2 separate regions of the Sus scrofa genome follow, and region 2 is linked to region 1. Evidence: chromatin contacts called from public HiChIP or PLAC-seq data. All regions are on one chromosome and are shown on one strand. Each heading gives the region's core, a stretch centred on a gene start, on an enhancer-like site or on the middle of the called end of the contact. The rest is flanking DNA. Distances are from core to core; before and after follow the strand shown. Region 1 holds the start of ADM (adrenomedullin). Region 2 overlaps SBF2 (myotubularin-related protein 13).

Region 1 (5,221 bases), core at 1,472-3,971:
GTGGGCGCGCGCGTGTGTATACACACACACACACACACACACACACACACATTTTCCGAGGTGTGGCTGTTCTAGCCAAATCCCCAGCTGCCAACCCAGGGCTTTGCTTAAAGAAAGGATTTACGGAGTTCTCAAGCATCAGACCTCTAAGTGCCAGAACTACAAGGCGCACCTGGGCTGATAAGCGCGTAGCAAGGCTCTCAGGTGGGAATTCTTGGCCAGGTCTCTACGCTGCTGGCGCAGGCACTGGAGCCCGGCAGAGTCTCCACTCCTGGGTTGGGTTTACTTGTTGAAGCTTCTAGCAGCTCAAAGAGAAGTCTGCCCCGCCAAGAGCACGCTTCGCGGTCCTGCAGGAGTGAAAGCTCAGTCCCCATCCCTACCCCGATCGCCTCGATCCCTCCTCCCCCATGGAATCAGGGCTCCCCTGGAAGACACAGCGAGGAAGCCACGAGGTACAGCTGAAGAGTCCTCTGCAGGTCGAACACTCCAGGGCTGGTGGGAACTGGAAGGAACGAGTCCAGACCACGGGACCTTCCCTGGCTGCGGACCGGCGCCCAGCTGTCCTTGACCTCCCCGGCAGTCGAAAGAGCGCGCCGGGGAAATGAAAGTAAAAACCTGTCTTGGCGTGGACCCAGCTGGTCGCATCCTCAGGACTGACTGATCGGTCCCAGACAGGGTCGCTGCGAAGAGTCTGAATCTCAAGGGACGAACTGAAAGGAAGCGATGAGAAATGAGTCATGAGCGAGAAAAAGAGAATAGTTATACTGGGGAGACTCCTAGAAACAGAACAGGCGCTCAGTTAATACCTGCTGTCCGCAGTGCGGGCCGACGAGCCGCAGACCCGGTCTGCTGTGGCGACTGCCCTTTGGTCAGCGGGGTGGCTGGAACCCAGCCAGTGCGCTGCGCTGCACCTTTCCGACCCGCGGAGTCCGGATCCCGAGCCCGAACCCGGAATCTGTCCCCCGCCCTCAGCTGGAGCTCAGGACTGCTCAGGTGACTTCCTGGGGGAAGGGTCCTCAGAATAAATAACTTCGGCGCAGCCGTTCCTTCCCCGGGTGCAATGTCCACCAGTCAGTCCTGGAGTGGAAAGGTGGCTGAGCCAGCAGTACACTGCCCAGGCCAGGCAAGGTCCGCAGGCTTCAGCGCCAGCCGCCTGTGCACGGATTCTCAGAACCGGTATGGCAGAGCAGGTAGGAAGCTTAGAGATCTACCAGGGGCAGGTTGTAAATGAGGAAATTATAAAAGAGATGTGATTTGCCCATGTACACAGTGAAATTATAGAAGAGATGTGATTTGCCCATGTACACAGGATGAGATTTAGAAGCTGGTCCAGAGTTCCAGTGGACCTGCTCTCTCTGCTTCTCAGTTTAGGCCCTGGGCTTCATGGACCTACATCCAGAGTAGTGGGTGATAGGACATGAGAAGCCCTCCTGCAAGAAGTAGGGAGCCCAGGAGGCGGAGTGCAACCCCTCCCCCATTCCACCCCAGAAGCTAAATGAGAAAGTGAAGTCAAGAAGCAGTGATGGAAGAGCATAAACGGGTGACAAAACAGGCTTGGGGGTGATTCATCATGAACAGGCAAAATCCTTGGGCGGGAGCTAGGACTCTCCAACCCCCTTTGATGGCATGATGACCCCAGCCTAGAAAAATTCACGCTGAGCCCCAGTCCAGTGAGTCCAGGACACTACTGCTTACCACCTTTGATGTGACTTTGGGCAAATGAGACCCCCTGTGAATCTTAATTTTCTCATTTCACCAAGTAGAAAATCGGTGTTACCTTCCTCATCTAACTCAAGGGTAGGTGTGAGGATCAAAGATCAGGATGTGGCCATGCTTTGTAAACTGTAAAGCGATTAACATTCATGAAGCATTAGTGTGCTCCCTGGCAGTAAATTCTCACGTTTACAAGGGGTGAACGTAGGCTTCGAGGGCAGCAAGGCAAACTTTCAGGTTGTAACCTTATAAGGCATAATTGGATTACTGGGGGGGGGGACGAAAAGGTTATTCTTCCTCCTAATTTTGGTTATTCCTAAATTTCCAAATAGGCACGCAAATTCTGAAACTTCAGATAACTCCCCTCTCTAAATCCCAATTGTCAAATCAGTCTTTCTGAGCCTTGCCCCTATTGCGAAATCTTGCTAGTCCATTCCAGAACCCCGGAGTCTCCGCCACTGGCAAGCCCCCCTCCTCTCAGCTGTGCTCTGTGTGTGCCCTGCCCCTGAGGCTCTGGGAGCGTCTAGGGTCGCGGCCAGGTCAGGCGCCGAGCCGGCAGGGGGCGCGGTCCACTAGAGGGCACAGCTCCCAAGGTCCTGGGTTCAAGTCATCTGCGTGCTACCGTATGCTGGCTCTTGAAGTTCTGTGTCAGGAGACCTTACACTCTTGGCTGCATAGGTCCTGGGTAAGGACCTCAAGAGGCTGTACAGCCTCACTTCGGCTCGGCTTAAAGTCTGAACCCCGTGCAGGGAGAGTCAGGGCTGGGGCAGTTCTTGCACCTATCTCCTGGAGCTCATCTCTGAGCCCTCTCGGTATGAGGGACGCCCCCCACCTCGCCCCCACCCAAAGCACGTACCCTCAAGCAAGCAATGCGCGCGCCTGATTGCAGAGTGCGCGCCCAAGGGAAGAAAGGGAGGGCGCGAGGGCAGCCTAGGCCCCGCCCCCTGCGCTCTTATAAAGCCGAGGAACGAGAGCCGGCCACTCAGTGGTTTCTTGGTGACACTGAGGCGGAACAGCTCGAGCCTTGCCACCTCTAGTTTCTTACCACAGCTTGGACGTCGGGGTTTTGCCACTGCCAGAGGGACGTCTCAGACTTCATCTTCCCAAATCTTGGCAGATCACCCCCTTAGCAGGTAAGCACCAAAAGCGGAGCGGGTTAAAGCGGGTGGGGGTGGGGGTTGCCCAAGCCGGAGACTGGGAGCTCTGGGTGAGGAGTGCTGTCCACTTTGGAGGGTCCTCTGCTGGGTGCATCCCCCATCCCACGCCCAGCTTGTGGATACAGTTGAAACTCCAGAAACCCAGTCCCCTCTGCTCTGTCAGGCAAATTACGACAAGTTGAGAGGGGAACCTCCGGGAGCCTGGCGCGGGGCAGTGGCCTCCCCTGCGGGGCCTGTCACCCGCCTGGCGGGTGCAAATGCCGCTGGCGCCTCTCTGCGCCCCGGGGAGATAAGCGTCTGAGTCAGGCAGAGCGCGGGCTGAGCCTGCCCGCGCCGGGGTCCCCCGCCCGCCTCCGTGCCCCGCCCGGCGGTGCGGCGGGCCCGGGCGCTCACCCTCGGCTCTTCTCTCTCCTATCTCAGGGTCTGCACATCTCAGCCGGGATGAAGCTGGTTCCCGTAGCCCTCATGTACCTGGGCTCGCTCGCCTTCCTGGGCGCTGACACAGCTCGGCTCGACGTGGCGGCAGAGTTCCGAAAGAAGTGAGTCTCGCTCGGGCAGCGCCTTCCCCAGTTCTGGTACCTGCAAGACAAGGGGAACTGACCATTGGTGCCAGAGGGGTTAGAAGTGAATAGAAGCGGGGACCGGCCAGCACCTCGCCTGGACAATTGCGAATCAAGTCTATTTATGTTTTTTAGATGGAATAAGTGGGCTCTAAGTCGTGGAAAAAGAGAACTTCGGCTGTCCAGCAGCTACCCCACCGGGATCGCCGACTTGAAGGCCGGGCCTGCCCAGACTGTCATTCGGCCCCAGGATGTGAAGGGCTCCTCTCGCAGCCCCCAGGCCAGGTAACTATGCCAGACGCCTAGGCGGGGTGGGCAAGAAGAACCCTCCTCCATTGCCCTGCCCCTGGGGATCATCAGGGCTGTATGGCAGTTCAGATAGAGGTAGCAGTTTCCAGCTCCCTCTGGTCCTAGAAAGGCTCCGTTCTCGGTGGCGGGGGCCAAAGACTTGCTTGATGGGGGTCTCACGTTGCCTTCCTTCCCCTCTCCAGCATTCCGGATGCAGCCCGCATCCGAGTCAAGCGCTACCGCCAGAGTATGAACAACTTCCAGGGCCTGCGGAGCTTCGGCTGTCGCTTTGGGACGTGCACCGTGCAGAAGCTGGCGCACCAGATCTACCAGTTCACGGACAAAGACAAGGACGGCGTCGCCCCCCGGAGCAAGATCAGCCCCCAGGGCTACGGCCGCCGGCGCCGACGCTCTCTGCCCGAAGCCAGCCTGGGCCGGACTCTGAGGTCCCAGGAGCCACAGGCGCACGGGGCCCCGGCCTCCCCGGCGCATCAAGTGCTCGCCACTCTCTTTAGGATTTAGGCGCCTACTGTGGCAGCAGCGAACAGTCGCGCATGCATCATGCCGGCGCTTCCTGGGGCGGGGGGCTTCCCGGAGCCGAGCCCCTCAGCGGCTGGGGCCCGGGCAGAGACAGCATTGAGAGACCGAGAGTCCGGGAGGCACAGACCAGCGGCGAGCCCTGCATTTTCAGGAACCCGTCCTGCTTGGAGGCAGTGTTCTCTTCGGCTTAATCCAGCCCGGGTCCCCGGGTGGGGGTGGAGGGTGCAGAGGAATCCAAAGGAGTGTCATCTGCCAGGCTCACGGAGAGGAGAAACTGCGAAGTAAATGCTTAGACCCCCAGGGGCAAGGGTCTGAGCCACTGCCGTGCCGCCCACAAACTGATTTCTGAAGGGGAATAACCCCAACAGGGCGCAAGCCTCACTATTACTTGAACTTTCCAAAACCTAGAGAGGAAAAGTGCAATGTATGTTGTATATAAAGAGGTAACTATCAATATTTAAGTTTGTTGCTGTCAAGATTTTTTTTTGTAACTTCAAATATAGAGATATTTTTGTACGTTATATATTGTATTAAGGGCATTTTAAAACAATTGTATTGTTCCCCTCCCCTCTATTTTAATATGTGAATGTCTCAGCGAGGTGTAACATTGTTTGCTGCGCGAAATGTGAGAGTGTGTGTGTGTGTGTGCGTGAAAGAGAGTCTGGATGCCTCTTGGGGAAGAAGAAAACACCATATCTGTATAATCTATTTACATAAAATGGGTGATATGCGAAGTAGCAAACCAATAAACTGTCTCAATGATGATTCATTCTCGGGTCACGAGTCTTGGGAGGGAGGGTGCCCCCGGTCCTGGTGCGCACGGGAGCCTGGGTGGGAAGGTAGGAGGCTGTGTCGGCGCGTGCTGGCGGGTCTTCGCACTGGCTGAGCTATCAGAGCAATACTCTTTCCGTGCCGGCGTGCGGAGCGCCAGTATCGCGTGCTGGTCGGGGCTTCGCGGGGATG
Region 2 (5,221 bases), core at 1,484-3,983, 76 kb before region 1:
AAAAGCTAAAAGAAACTGTCACTAGAAGACCTATCCTTAGAGATGGGCTAAAGGAAATTGTTCAAACAGAAAGGAAATGATAAAGGAAGCAATACTGGAGCATCACAAAGGAAAAACAATGGACAGAACAAAAATATTAGTACAGACAATAAATTATAATTTGATGATTAAACAAAAAGCACAATTCAATGTTTAAATACCTTCTACAATATCCCCAGTTTTTCATCCTCATCCTTAACACCTCTAAGTAAAGATGAAATTACTACTTCCCAGATTATTAGATAGCTCTTTCATACGTTGAAATATTTTTTCAGAATCCAAGTCTCCCTAGGACAAAAGTTTTGTTTTTGCTCAGGTCATCACTCTCAAATCAGATCCAAATGATATTTACTGTGCAGTTGCTATACATAAGGGAATTAAACCTAACAAGCTATAAAATAAAACTATTAATCTCCATTTTACACATAAAGAAATAAACTTACATACCAGGTAATGTTCTCACATTGTTCCAGTATTCAACCAATGGCTGGTGTCCTGGTGTCAACTGGCTCTTCTCTTTCTAGGGCAATATTCTCCATCCTCTATCCTTAGTCCAACAACTTTGGTTCACTTAAAACTTCTCTATCTTTAAGTTTACTGCTTGCCTGACTTGTAACCCTTTGCTGTACTGTGGCAGGGCAGATGGATAGGAACCACCAGAATTATCTCCTCTTTCAACACAGAACTTAATCTGGGTGTGACACTATAGGTAAGTCTAGTTCTAGGGCCCTGACTTGCTCTAGTTCCTCCTATTCTATTGAAAGAAACTAGACCATCTCAGGGAAAGCCCACAGAGTCAATAATTAACATCTGCTATACTCAATGTAACAAGCTAAAAATAAGCTCAACCTTCTTCAAAAAGTAAACACTTCAACTACTTAAAGACAACTACTATGTCTTCTCAAAGGTAAATATGATTCCCATTTCCCTTCCTATCTTGGTCACTCTTTCAAGAGTCCTTCTATTTCTCAATAGACTACTACACTAAACGCATCAACAGTAACTATGAATAAACAGAAATAATCCAAGATATAAATATCAGCACACAGTGAATATCTTCAAACTAATCTAAGCAAGTCCTCACAGACATATGCATACACCACTGAGCCTTGTTTTAAAGAAGAACACTATACTGATAATCAAGAGATCTCAGGCCTGTCTTAGCTCTATCTCTAACTAGTAACCTTAAGCAAATCCTCTAACTTCTCTGAATCTCAGTCTCTTACCTATAAAGTGATCTTAGGTCTCTTCCGGCTCTAAAATTCTATGCATGATGAACATCAGAAAATGTGAAATACATACATCTACCACTAGAGGGAACAAAACTATGGTTGTCAACCTAAAGAGTAGACAAAAATCTCCAGATAGATTACCTTGCTAGGAAAACCATACTCATTTAAACTGTATGAATTTAAACTAAGCCTCAATAACTTGTCTGCTGGCAAAGAACTCCACGTTACTGACTAAATATCGTTATTTTGTATGATGTAGAATAAAAGATCTCTTTCTAGACTGGTTAAAGTTATCTTAGACGAAAATGAGTATCACAAAAACATGCCTATTATGTAATACTGAGAAATCAGCAACCTTACAAACAAAACAGGGGTAGAAATAGAAGCACAGAAAGAACACGGGTGAAGGGAAAGGAGAAAAGGAGGAATAAAAAAGAAGCAGCAAGGAATTTCTGCAACATAATAGTATATCTATGCCTTTTAAAGTATTATAGAAATGTATTACCATGATACCACAGAATATTTAGCCCCTGTTGATAATACAGCAGAAAAAAAATTACCACATAAAAATTTTAGGCAACTTTCTTAGAAAACATTCAAAAACACCAATATGTTGGTAGCATTCAGAATGCATCAATCCTCTTAGAATAAAACGAAAATTACACATTTAAAACACAATTCTCTACTATGACTTGCTGTATCACTTGCACTATGTTTTTTAAGTTTCCCTCCAACTGAAGATAAGATTATTACGTGATAGGTACTTAGTTTTAGCATAGGAATTTTAAAATATAACACCTTTGAACTAGGGAGAGAAGTTATTGATTGAACAACAGCAAAGGTCATCATGTTCATCTTCCTCAAACAAGAAAGATTCCTGTTTGTTGCACAATGCAACCAGGCATGATACACCTGAACTTCTCATTAAAACTCATTCAACACGTCTCTATCTATGGGTTTCCTAACTCTAACTCAATAAAGGAAAAGGCAGGAAATCTCTGAGTTTGAAAGAATATCAACCCGTGCCTTGTGTTTTATTAGTACCACACTCTAACCAACTGAGCTAACCGGCCTTTGCCGAACCTGTGCCTTGCGCTTTAAAGGAATACAGATGCTCAATTTCTTCTTCCCAAATATAGTTTAAATACGCCCTCTACCTACAACGTTTTCCTTTTCTCTTTCTTTCACATCTCTAACTCAAAGTTCACCTTGGAGCAGAACCACCAGCACAGATAATCCAAGCCTTATGTTTTCTTCTCAGTTCTTCTCAAAATCAAACTTCCTATCCTACTAAAAGTAAACAAGTTATAAGGCCAGTTGTTTTCCCTGAGGTTTCACTCTTTAAAAACAAAATTGCCTTCTTCTCCCCATAAAACAGTATTTCACAAGCTCCCAATGCCATCTACACCCCTACTGGGCACTTCCACAAATGGTAAATTATTCATGACCAAAATGGGATATTCCATTATTTCTACAAAACCCGTATCTTCTCCTCCATTCGCTGTCATAGAGAGTGGTACCTTATCTATCTGGGTATTCAGTGTCTCCGTCACAAGTTCAGAAGCATATGACAGGAAACCTACAATATTAGCAGCTTACAAGGGAGAAGTTTGTTTCATTTCATATAAAAGAAGTCTAGAAGTGGGAGTCCAGGACAAATGACAGATCTATGGTCTTGGGAATCCAGTTTCTACAGTTTCACTGACCCACTATCTACAGGGTTTGGCCCTCATTCTCATGGTTTAGCGCTAGAGCTCCAAACAACATGTCCATGTTTCAAGTAAAAATTGAGAAGGGCATAGATTATTAGGGAGAATCTCTGGAAGAACAATTTCACATAAACATCACTAGCCAAAGCCTAGTCACACAGCCATGCCTAATTGAAAGGTGGAGTCTTAGTTAAGTGACAACTGTTCTGCCAAACACACACACACACACACACACACACACACACACACGAGCTTTGTTTCTAAAGGAGGGGAAACTAGATATAAGACGGTAACTGGCAATTTCTATCAGAGTCTGACCATTAGTCTGACAAATGTCAACACACTGTACAAAGCCCCACGTTAACTAGGAACATAAGGAACGGTCCAGGAAGGAAGCCATGGGTGTGAAGTTGTGAGAGAGAGAGCCATAGAGAAAGAGCTTTCTGCCTATGCAACATACATGTGCTTTCAGTACCTGCTTTGTGCCCAATGGCTATTTGATGATGGAACTGCTGCTTACTAGGCATTATCTGTGTAGGAAGTTCATATCACTGGTATCCAGTATTTGGGCATTTGTTCTCTATTAGATATAATAGACCTAAAGCATCTTTCAAAAGTAAAATATTTGCAGAGTTCCCACTGTGGTGCAGCAGAAACCAATCCGACTAGGAACTATGAGGTTTTGGGTTCAATCCCTGGCCTCTCTCAGTGAGTTAAGATCTGGTGTTGCCATGAGCTGTGGTATAGGTCGAAGATGCGGCTCAGACTCCTGCACTGCTGTGGCTATGGCATAGGCCGGCAGCTGTAGTTCTGATTAGACCTCTAGCCTGGGAACCTCCATATGCTGTGGGTACGGTCCCAAAAAGAAAAAAAAAAAAAAAAAAAGTAAAGTATTTGCTTGCCAAAAAGGATATAGCTTAGCTCTAAAATCAAGGGGCCCTCACCATGATTCTCCTACCTCAGCCTGGTTCAAGCTCTATAAAGCAATCTAGGTGCAGCTTTATGGATTACTCAGTAAGGGGGATGAAACAGTACACTTAAATGAAGTATATACTGACCCCAAACCCAAAAAGATCCACCAGTTATTGTAATTCCTTTTGGTAGCAAGGGAAATAAGATGCAGTAGCTTATCTTCTATTTCAGAAGGGACATTTCAACATATCCTTAAATACTGTCACCTCAGAAACTTCACTAAGGTGTAGATGTGAGATGTACTTTGAGATGCTGAGATGAACAAAAATCCCTATAGACTAAATTATGGCACAGAGTTTAAAAACTAACTAACCTACTACATTGCTGGCCATTTCTGATGATATGTGTGTGTGTGTGTGTGTGTGTGTGTGTGTGTGTGTGTCCAGGTGCCAGTGTCTATTTCTAGTGAAGAGATCACATGTGGAGCACCAGATACAACCAGAGTAGGCAAAGAAGGTTATGACAATACATCATCATTCTCCAAGATCTTTCTATCTTCTACACAGACAAAACAAGTTCAGTGCACTCCGAACCTTTCTACTCCTGAACCTTTTGGGTCTTTAATGCAATATTAATCTCTGTAATTCAGGACATGAGACTGTTCTTGGTTTATTATCTTGGTAGAAAGAGAGAGCTCCAGAGAGCTACACCTGGCTCTTCCTACCATAATAACTTAATTCACGGATATGGAAGCCACTTGGGAATTCTCCCAACCGTCAAACATATTTATTTCAAGTATTGTTTCTTAGGGAAACAAGATATAACCACAGGATAAATTCACTGACTCACTAGGCCCACTCTGAAATAGTTTTCAGCCAAAGCTCCATTCCATACCTGATTTCCATAAGACCCCATTCTGCCTGGTGAGACACAGTCTCCTGAGTCACTAGGAATTAGCATTAGCTCAAGTTCCAATAATCCCTGAAAGTTTTGAGTATTTTCCCTTCCCTGATACCTAGTTACACTCATGTATGGCCCTAAGTCCCTTTCTTTAGGGAAGGCTATGAAAAAAATTAACCACACCTACCTGTAATATTACCACAAAGTCCTGCCTCAAAGGAAGGTAACTTGCCTCTTTGTCATCCAGGAGTTCTATATTTGTAAAGTGATAGAGGTATGAGGACTAGGTGATTCCAGCATGGTGACCTAACATCAATTCTATGTTAATCAGACCAAACATATTTTGGTTGGCTTATTGATTTGTTTCTTTTTCATTCAGGTATCCAGATGGAGGAAGACCTTAGTGAGCTGCCTGACCCTCCATGTCAA

Evidence for each region. HiChIP or PLAC-seq counts read pairs in DNA pulled down with a chosen protein or histone mark.
Region 2: an H3K27ac HiChIP or PLAC-seq map of alveolar macrophages shows a contact between it and region 1, with 4 times the contacts expected there. The contact joins the enhancer-like site here to the promoter of ADM in region 1. A contact is called at or near these places in 2 of 5 promoter capture datasets (fetal liver and liver), 20 of 47 Hi-C or Micro-C datasets (adipocytes, adipose tissue, alveolar macrophages and 11 more) and 2 of 2 datasets of contacts at active chromatin or transcription factors (alveolar macrophages and skeletal muscle).

Annotation. Positions count from the first base shown.
Region 1 is chr2:49,229,021-49,234,241 of Sscrofa11.1, reverse strand. It overlaps ADM (adrenomedullin), which reads left to right and starts at 2,721. Exons shown (of 4, transcript NM_214107.1): 1 at 2,721-2,846; 2 at 3,291-3,409; 3 at 3,566-3,715; 4 at 3,922-5,019. The coding sequence starts at 3,312. The coding sequence ends at 4,240. It overlaps LOC100525978 (a long non-coding RNA gene), which reads right to left and starts at 2,289. Exons shown (of 2, transcript XR_301768.3): 1 at 807-2,289; 2 at 1-710.
Region 2 is chr2:49,305,488-49,310,708 of Sscrofa11.1, reverse strand. All of the region lies in intron 1 of SBF2 (myotubularin-related protein 13), which reads right to left. Among named protein-coding and RNA genes, the nearest start is that of SBF2, 65 kb to the right of the region's middle. Within about 2 kb of position 2,733, at least 2 of the 83 cell types and tissues checked have an H3K27ac peak or open chromatin away from gene starts, as enhancers often do. A contact at or near this core is called in alveolar macrophages and retroperitoneal adipose tissue, where this site is marked.